Linked DNA regions of Sus scrofa: regions 1 and 2 are each linked to region 3. Evidence: chromatin contacts called from public Hi-C and HiChIP or PLAC-seq data. All regions are on one chromosome and are shown on one strand. The core of a region is the stretch at or near the end of the contact, and the rest is flanking DNA. Distances in the headings are between cores, read along the strand shown.

Region 1 (2,700 bases), core at 152-2,651, 210 kb after region 3:
TTCCTCAATCCAGGTGGGGCCTGGGGCGGGATAGTCCCGTTAATCTCTAGACATGAACCTCCACCCCATCTCTGGCTTCCTCCCACCGCGTGTTTTATTCTTGGGACAACTGGAACCTTTCATCCTGATCCTAACTCCAACGCCGGTCCCCTTCTCCACGGGTGTGACCCCCACCCCCACCCCCGTACAATTAAGGTCCCTCTCCCAAAATAGGCGTCCTTAAACTCAGTCGCGGACGCCTCCTCAAATGTGTTCTCAGCTTCCAGGTAGGATCTCCTCGCCTTCCAGATATGCCTCCCACATTTGGCGGCAGCCTCTAGTGCCTCCATTTCCATAGAAATACCCTCCCCCGCCCCATGTGCCTACACTTGGGCTGTAAGCCACATCCAGCTTGTCCCCCCTCTAAAAATGTTCCATCTCCAGATGTGCTCTGCCCATTCAGTTATGGGTTCCTTGTCCCCAGTCATACTCTTTTTCTTTTCTTTTGTTTTTTAATGGCCGCACTGGTGGCATATGGAGGTTCCCAGGCTAGGGGTCCAATCCGAGCTGTAGCCACCGGCCTACGCCACAGCAACACGGGATCCAAGCCTCTTCTGCGACTTACACCACAGCTCACAGCAACGCGGGATCCTTAATCCGTTGAGCAAGGCAGGGATCGAACCCACGGCCTCATGGTTCCTAGTCGGGTTCGTTAACCGCTGAGCCACAACAAGAACTCTGCTAGTCGTATTCTTCATGCATCTGTGGCTCCCTCCTCCCCAGATGTGTCTCAGATTCTAGGCAGCTATTGCCCCTCTCCTGGATGGGACCCCTATGGGTTGCCATATCCAGCTGTGGAGGTGCCCCCGTATCCAGACGTCCTCCCCACATCTAGTATGGACCCTCTGCCTACAGGTGTGTGCCCCATTCACTTGTGGCCAATTCTCAGAAGTGTCACCAATATTCATCTGTGGTCTCTTCCTGCCCAGATATACCGCCCAGTCCAGTTGTGGCCCCCTCCTCTCATCTACAGTTCCCGTCCTCCCCAAATATGGGTCCTCATCCTAGACATGGTCCGTCGTCCTTAGATGGGCTTTATCACCCCAGATGCTCCCCCACGTCCAGCTTCGCCTCCCCCCCTTGGGCAGCCCCTCCCAGCTGGCTCCTGTCTCCCCAATCCCTCCCAGCCCCGCCCGCCTCGGCACCTCCCATCCAGGCTGTCCCACCCAGCTGTGCCTCTCCCCTCCCCCAGATGTGCACCCTTCCCGCCCCTCCCCAATCACCTACCCGCCCCGGAGCGGCGTCCACCTCCCACAATGCCCCGCGCCGAGGCCCGGCCCGGCCCTTGCTCCCGGGATGCCCCGCGCGGCCTCCCGCCTCTCTTCCCGCCGTGCCTCGCGAAGCAGCTTCCACCGAAGCTCCCTTTTCTTGGCGGTCACTCCTTGGACCCGCAGCCGCACCCACTCATTCAGTACAAGAGGAGGCTCGGGGCCGTTTCCCAGCGTGCTCTGCGGGAGGGCTCGCCCCACTTCACCCCCTTTCTTGCGGTCTCGCGGCCAAGAAACTACAACTCCCAGGACCCTCTGCGCGACGGCGGCGCGGCCGTCCTCCGGGCTCCGCCCCTCAGCTCGGCCCCGCCCCCGGCCGTAGAAGTCTGCGCGCGAACTCCGTGGCGCGAATTTGGTACTGCAGTGTAGCGCCCTGCGGTTCCGGGTGTGACGCTCTGGCCAGCGGTGTCTGGCCCGGAGAGAGGCAAGTGGAGTCGTCCGTGCGGGGCTTCAGGGCTGGGGAATGGCGCGCGTGTAGTAAACTCAGAGTTCATGCCTTCGCAGCGTCGGTCAGCTGCAGAGGAGCGGACGTGGGGAGACGCTGAGGCGGCCAGGAGCGCGCTGTGGAGGGGAGAGAGCGGGCAATGGGCCGCTCGAGGGGGCGGGGCAGCATCTGTCGGAGGCTCAGGGGCAGGTAGAATGTAGGTGAGGCCTGGAGCCCCTGGACTGAACTGGCTCTGAGGAGAGGCCTGGAGGGGCGGGACCACATGGAAGGGCGTGTCTATAGAGGGATGGGGGCGGGGAAAGGCTGTTGGTGGGCGGGGTCATCTGGAAGTTGGACTTGCGGGGCGGGGCCGGGGGAGGCGGGCCCACCTGGAAGGGGTGGGGCTAGGGAAAAGTTTAATGAAAATGTTGGAAGAGGAGTTTCCGTCGCGGAAACGAATCCGGCTAGGAACCATGGAGTTGCGGGTTCGATCCCTGGCGTCGCAGACGCGGCTCGGTGGCTCGGCTGTAGCATAGGCCGGCAGCGTCAGTTAGATCCCTAGCATATGGGAACCTCCATATGCCGTGGGGGCGGCCCTAAAAAAAAAAAAAGCAAACAAAAAAAGGACGGGGCCAGCTTTAAAGGCTGAACCCAGGTAGATGGGTGGGGTCAGGGGGAAGTCAATGGTAAGACTGAGGCAAAGGCCTAATGGGCTAAGGCCTTATGAAAGGTCAGGAACTTTCTGGAGGGCCCTGCAAGGAGGCGGCCAAGGCGTGGGAGGGAGTGGGGCTCAGGGGAGAGTAGCTGAAAGGTCTGAACTTATCATTGCCCAATGGCTTATCATTGCCTGAGGGCCCGAGAGGCCTGAGGAGGGAAGAGAGAAGTCTTGGAGAGCTTCAAGGGTAACGGGTTGGGCACTTGGCAGGGAGGGGCATTTGGAAAGGGGAGCTGGCTTGGAAGGGGGAGGGG
Region 2 (2,700 bases), core at 149-2,648, 150 kb after region 3:
GCCTACACCACAGCCACAGCAAGGCAGGATCCGAGATGCATCTGCGACCTACTCCACGGCTCAGGGCAACGCCAGATCCTTCACCCACTGAGCGAGGCCAGGGATCGAAGCCGCAACCTCATGGATACTAGTCGGGTCAGTTCCGCTGAGCCACTGCGGGAACTCCTCAATCTGGCCTCTTAAAACTGCTCTCTGCGGAGGTCCGAGCTTTCACAGAAAAAAAAAAAAAAAAAAAAAAAAAAAAAAAAGGATGTGCTCCCTGGACCCCACTTAAACCCGGAAGCCCTTTCTCCCGAAGAGAACTCATTGGGCATCCTTCAGTCTGACTGCGCCCGGGGTGTGGCTGCTCACCCTCACCCCAAAGGACCCCAACACATTTACGAATTCAAATAACACAGTGGCCGCCAGCGCTGCCGGCGCCCAGGGACAGACCGGGGCGTCCTGCAAGGTTGCAGCCCGGGGCTGGGGAGCCCCCTCTCCTTGGAGGTGAAGGGCCCATTTGAGCTCCGCGCCTGGGCTCCTGGTGGCTTCCTCTTTCCTCCGGGACGGAGGAAATCCGGTCTTTGCAGGCAGCTGCTCTCGACTCCCGGCAATGCGGACTCGAGCCGCCGCCGGCAAACTTACCATTTCACCCGCACTGGCTTCTCGACGGGTCTACACGGCAGGTGGCGCAGCCCAAGCGCCCGTTGCGATACGAGAGGGGTGCGGGGCTGGAGACAGAAGTGAAGGGTGGAACGGTAAAAACGAATACTGAAATCAAGAAATTGTGACCCTCCCCCTGTTCCCCCCCCCCCCCGGGAAGGATCCAGACAGGCAGCTGCTCTCGACTCCCGTGGAAACGCAGCCCGAGCCGGCTTCCAGATCCCCCTCCCCAAAATGGTCGTCTCAAGGAAGGGGAGGAGGAGGAGGAGGAGCCAAGCAGGAAGGGGATCCCGAGAGCAGCACCCTTGCCCGCCCCCGGAAAACCTCCCGGAGCCCAGGGACTGACCCCACCCCCGGCAGAGTCACATTTCCAGCGTAACTTTCTCCCCAGGAACTCCGGAGCCTGGAGGCAGCCGGACCTGCTAGCGTCCCCAGACGCTAGCTCCCTGCCTCGGGCTCACACCGTCCCCGCCCCTCCCCGCCCACCCCATCCCTCCCCCCTCCCCCCAACTCCCACCCCATCTCCCCCCCCCCGCCCCTCCCCGCCCACCCCATCCCCCCGCCCGCCAGGAAGTTCCCAGGCCTGGAGGGCAGTGCGCCTCCCCGCTCCGTTGGTCAGAAGGACGGTCAGTTTCCAAGGACTGGTTTTTATCTGTGCTGGAAAAGGGCCAAGACGGACGTAATGGTGCGTCCCCTGAGCCTCCCTTGGGCCCTCGCTGCCTCTTTTTAGAACCTACCTCCCAGCTGTGAAGTGGTTTTGCTGTGATTCCAGATCCACCTGTTTGTGACAAAGATGAAGTTGCTTTTACAAGTGATGAAAGAAATGTTCAAACATTGAGGTATGGGGAAGTCATTTGGGTTTAGACATGATTCACTTGAACTTTGTGCTAATGAGCCCAGCCTGTGTGTGACCTAGCACAATATGCAGACTACATCTGCTTCGCTCATTAAAGAAAAGAGGGGGAGTTCCCCTAGCGGCTCAGCGGTAAGGAAGCTGACTAGTATCCATGAGGATGCAGGTTCGATCCCTGACCTTGCTCAGTGGGTTAAGGATCCGGTGGGCAGCTGTAGCTCCAATTCGATCCGTAGCCTGGGAAGCTCCATATGGCGGCGGTGCGGCCCTAAAAAAGACCAAAAAGAAAAGAGGGGAGGGAGAAAGGAAGGAAGGAAGAAAGGGTGGGTGGACCAAAAGTAAAGAATGTTAAGAATGTCCTTTTTTTTTTTCTTGGCTGCCCCCGGGGCATATGGAGCTCCCAGGCCACCGATCAATTCGCAGCCTAGGTTGCCTCCTAAGCCGCAGCTTTGGCAACGCTGGATCCTTAACCCACTGTGCAGGGCTGGGAATCGAACTGAAGCTCCCAAGATGCTGCTCCTCCCCTTGCGCCACAGCAGAAACTCCAAGAATGTCTTTTTTATTTGGGGGCTGCACACATATATGGGAGATCCAGGGTCAGAAATTGAACTGGCGCCAGCACAGCGACAATGGTGGATTCTTAACTTACTGCACCACAGCGGGAACTCCAAGAACGTCATTTTTATTTTCATTTATTTATTTATTTTCACCATTTGTCTTTTTAGGGCCGCACCTGTGGCATGTGGAGGTTCCCAGGCTAGGGGTCTAATCGGAGCTGCCACTGCGGGCCTACACCAGAGCCATGGCAACGCAGGATCCGAGCCAGTGGGTGACCTACACCAGAGCTCACGGCAACGCCAGATCCTTAACCCACTGAGCAAGGCCAGGTATCGAACCACAACTGCATGGTTCCTAGTCGGATTCATTTCCATGGCGCCACGACGGGAATTCCTGGGAGACACCATTTTCCCTGTAACATCCTTTTACTTCTGTAGACTCTTTGGCGTTGGGATTTGCGGGGACCGGGGTGGGGGGAGGTTGGGGCTGCTCCTACGGCAGGCAGAGGTCCCCAGGCCAGGGACTGAACCTGTGCCACAGCAGTGACTTGCACCACAGTAGTGACAATGCTGGACCCTAAACCACTAGGCAACCAGGGAAGTCCTTCTTAGACTAACTTTGAGAGTGACTTTTTTCTTGAATTTGTG
Region 3 (2,700 bases), core at 151-2,650:
AAAAAAAAAAAAAGAAGTGGGTCCAGAAATATGAGCAAAAAGGGGAAGAGGACCTCCCACGCAGAGGATCAGGCACAAGCAAAGGTCAGGGGACAGAGGGACAGCCAATATCTGAATCCAGGGATCAGGCCCGAGTCTGTCCACCACCACACCTCTGCTACCTGGAGATGCCAGAATCCCTGTCTGTCTTCCTGGCTGATCCCAGCCCTGTGGTCCCAAGCACCTTTTTGGGGTCCATGTTGAACTTCTTCCTGCCCATTGCCATCTTCCGGTTCCGCTGCAAGGTCTTGCTGCAGGGGCAGAGAGTGCAGGATGGAGGGTCAATGCCTGTGCATCTCCGGCCCAAGCCAAGCCCCCTGACCCCCAGGATCCCGGCCCCAGCCCTCACCTGCCCTCATTGGCCTCCAGCCCCTCGACTTCGCTCATGGCTTCGCTGAGCTCCTCCCGCAGGCGCTGGATCTCCACCAGCAGCTCCTGCTTCCGCCGCCGGATGTTCTCCAGCTCCATCCGCTCCTCGGGAGTCAGGTCCGGGGGCTCTGGGGAAGAGGGTCGGGGGTGGGGGGGGTCAGTTCTGGGGACCCCAAACCCGGATGTCTGCCATCTGCGGGAGGACAGGGGTGGGGGTGGGGGATGGGCAGGACGTCTAGGTTCGGGGAGGATGAGGGTCCAGCCTCCTCCGTCTGCTGGAAGAAGGGGTTGGGGGCCTAGATTCCTCAATCCAGAGATGGAAGGGCTGGGAATCCAAACTCTTTAGTCCGGGGGTGGAGGAAGGGGACTGGGAGCCTCAACTCAGGTCTGCGGGGAGCAAAAAAGGGCTGGAAGCTTGAGCTACGGTCCATTACTTGACAGGGGGCTGAGGCCTTGGTTTTCTGCCTCCATTCTCGGCGAGGGAGCTGAGGGTCTGGGTGTCCGGACTCCTGGGTCCATGGAAAGTAACTATGGCAGGGGAAGCTGATGACAGCTGGCAAGAGTTAAGGAAGGGGGCGGGGCATCGGAAGCCCCCGCCCCCGCCTTAGCGGGCTCTCGGTAGGCCCCAAGATTTCTCCCCACCCCACCGCCCCCAGAAGCCCCCCTTCCCGCTCCCAGCAGGCACTGGGCTCGCCCGGCCCCTCCAGAGGGAATGGTTCCGCCCCGGGCCTCGCCTCCACCGCTCCATCCCACCCCCTCCCGCCGCCACCGGAAACAGGCTCGGCCCAAACAATGGCCTGGAACGCCCCAGTCTCCAGCCCCGCCGGAAGCGCGTCCCAGGCCCCACAAAAGCAAGGCGACGACGGGGCCGAAAGGCTCAGCAAGGCGCGCTACGGGGAGAACGTTCGCGGCGGAACCTTCGGGGCGAAACTCTCCATCCACTTGCAGCCGGCCCCGCCCCTCCCCGACTCACCGTAGACACCGTCCTCCATGGCGGCTAGGAAGGCCCGCGGGGAGTCCGGGGCGGTCCCGCCGGTCGGGCCTGGATCCGCGTTGGCCCGCGGGCTCGGGTGAGCCCGCTCAAACGCCCCGGGAGCCACCGCCGCCTCCTCAGCGCCAGTCCTCAGCGCTGAAAAGACTCTCCCTTCGTCTCCCAACCGCCCCGCCAGTAGGGACCGCCCCTCGTTTTGACACCGCCCAATCTACGGCGGGACTTCTCGCCTGCCCCGCCTCCGATATCAAAGGATCGCCCTCCACGGCCAATAGACGCACAAGGAGTAGATATAGCCGTGTCCGGCAGGAGGTAGATGGTCTGCGAGGCCAATCGGAATGCTGGCAGGGGACCGGGTCCCGCCTCCGAAACTAAAGAAAGCACTTGGCTGGCTTGCAAGCCAATGAGAAGCCTCGGAAAGGAGTTGCGTGAGAAGAGAGAGAGGAATACGCCTGCGCAAGGGCTGCGGGCATTTAGGATACCATTCAACTGAGCCCCGCCTCCACCAATACGTTGCTAGGGGGCGGTACCTTATTAGGCTTGTTGCCAGGGGGCGGGGCACAACCATTGGTTGTTTCTGTGAGTCACATCTCCTAGCAGGCATAGCTGGCTTTTGACCGCAGTGGTTGCCATGCAACCGAGAGCGGCTTTGGCTCACCTTTCTTTGGGCCTCCTTCCTCTGGGCACTGGCCCCTCCGATCTCTTACCCCTTCCCATGGCCTCCCCATCAACCTCAGCCTCTTCATAGTCAAAGAGTGGTGAAACAAAAGACATTCTTTCTTCCAAATGCTAGCTTTTTGGTCCCTGTCTTGGAGAATGGGACAATAGGAGAAGGCCAGATACAGTGAAAACGTAGGCTCTGCCTTCCCAGAGCCGGCTGCCTCTCAATTTCCTCCCTCTCTCCCCCGAATTCCTCCCCTTATTTTACCACCCTACACCACCCCCGCCCCAGGACAACTCCCCTTTCCTCGGCATCCTCCCACCTTTCATTCCTCCCCCTTACTGTCCTCTCCAACCCGGCTCAGCTCACTTTCCCCTCCTCTCAAAGTCTTGTTCTTCTTAAACTCCTCCCTCCTCTCCGAGCCCTGCATCTGAGGACATTTCCCCTCCCCCACCTCTCATTCCCTTTCCTTGCAGGCAAAACGGGTGCAGGGACCTGGTTCAGATGGAGAAACTGGGCAAAAACCGCCTCTTCCCTCGCTCCCCAGGCCCTGTCATGGACAGATCCCTAATTGGGTCTGAGGTGCTGTCTGGGCCTGGTCCTCATTCAACGTCCCTGAACCAGGCAGGTGGGGACAGAT

The links. A called contact is a pair of places that touch in the nucleus more often than the background predicts. HiChIP or PLAC-seq counts read pairs in DNA pulled down with a chosen protein or histone mark.
Region 1: an H3K27ac HiChIP or PLAC-seq map of alveolar macrophages shows a contact between it and region 3. The contact joins the promoter of C6H19orf68 here to the promoter of CYTH2 in region 3. A contact is called at or near these places in 1 of 47 Hi-C or Micro-C datasets (embryonic fibroblasts) and 1 of 2 datasets of contacts at active chromatin or transcription factors (alveolar macrophages).
Region 2: a contact with region 3 is called in a Hi-C map of liver, with 4 times the contacts expected there. The contact joins the promoter of ZNF114 here to the promoter of CYTH2 in region 3. A contact is called at or near these places in 1 of 47 Hi-C or Micro-C datasets (liver) and 1 of 2 datasets of contacts at active chromatin or transcription factors (alveolar macrophages).

Annotation. Positions count from the first base shown.
Region 1 is chr6:53,658,923-53,661,622 of Sscrofa11.1, reverse strand. It overlaps C6H19orf68, which reads right to left and starts at 1,401. Exons shown (of 4, transcript XM_005664646.3): 1 at 1,267-1,401. It overlaps LIG1 (DNA ligase 1), which reads left to right and starts at 1,603. Exons shown (of 28, transcript XM_021094649.1): 1 at 1,603-1,731.
Region 2 is chr6:53,717,148-53,719,847 of Sscrofa11.1, reverse strand. ZNF114 (zinc finger protein 114) reads right to left here and starts at 1,398. Exons shown (of 4, transcript XM_021094653.1): 1 at 1,380-1,398; 2 at 625-710.
Region 3 is chr6:53,868,175-53,870,874 of Sscrofa11.1, reverse strand. It overlaps CYTH2 (cytohesin 2), which reads right to left and starts at 1,400. Exons shown (of 12, transcript NM_001144120.1): 1 at 1,382-1,400; 2 at 389-536; 3 at 224-290. The coding sequence starts at 1,400.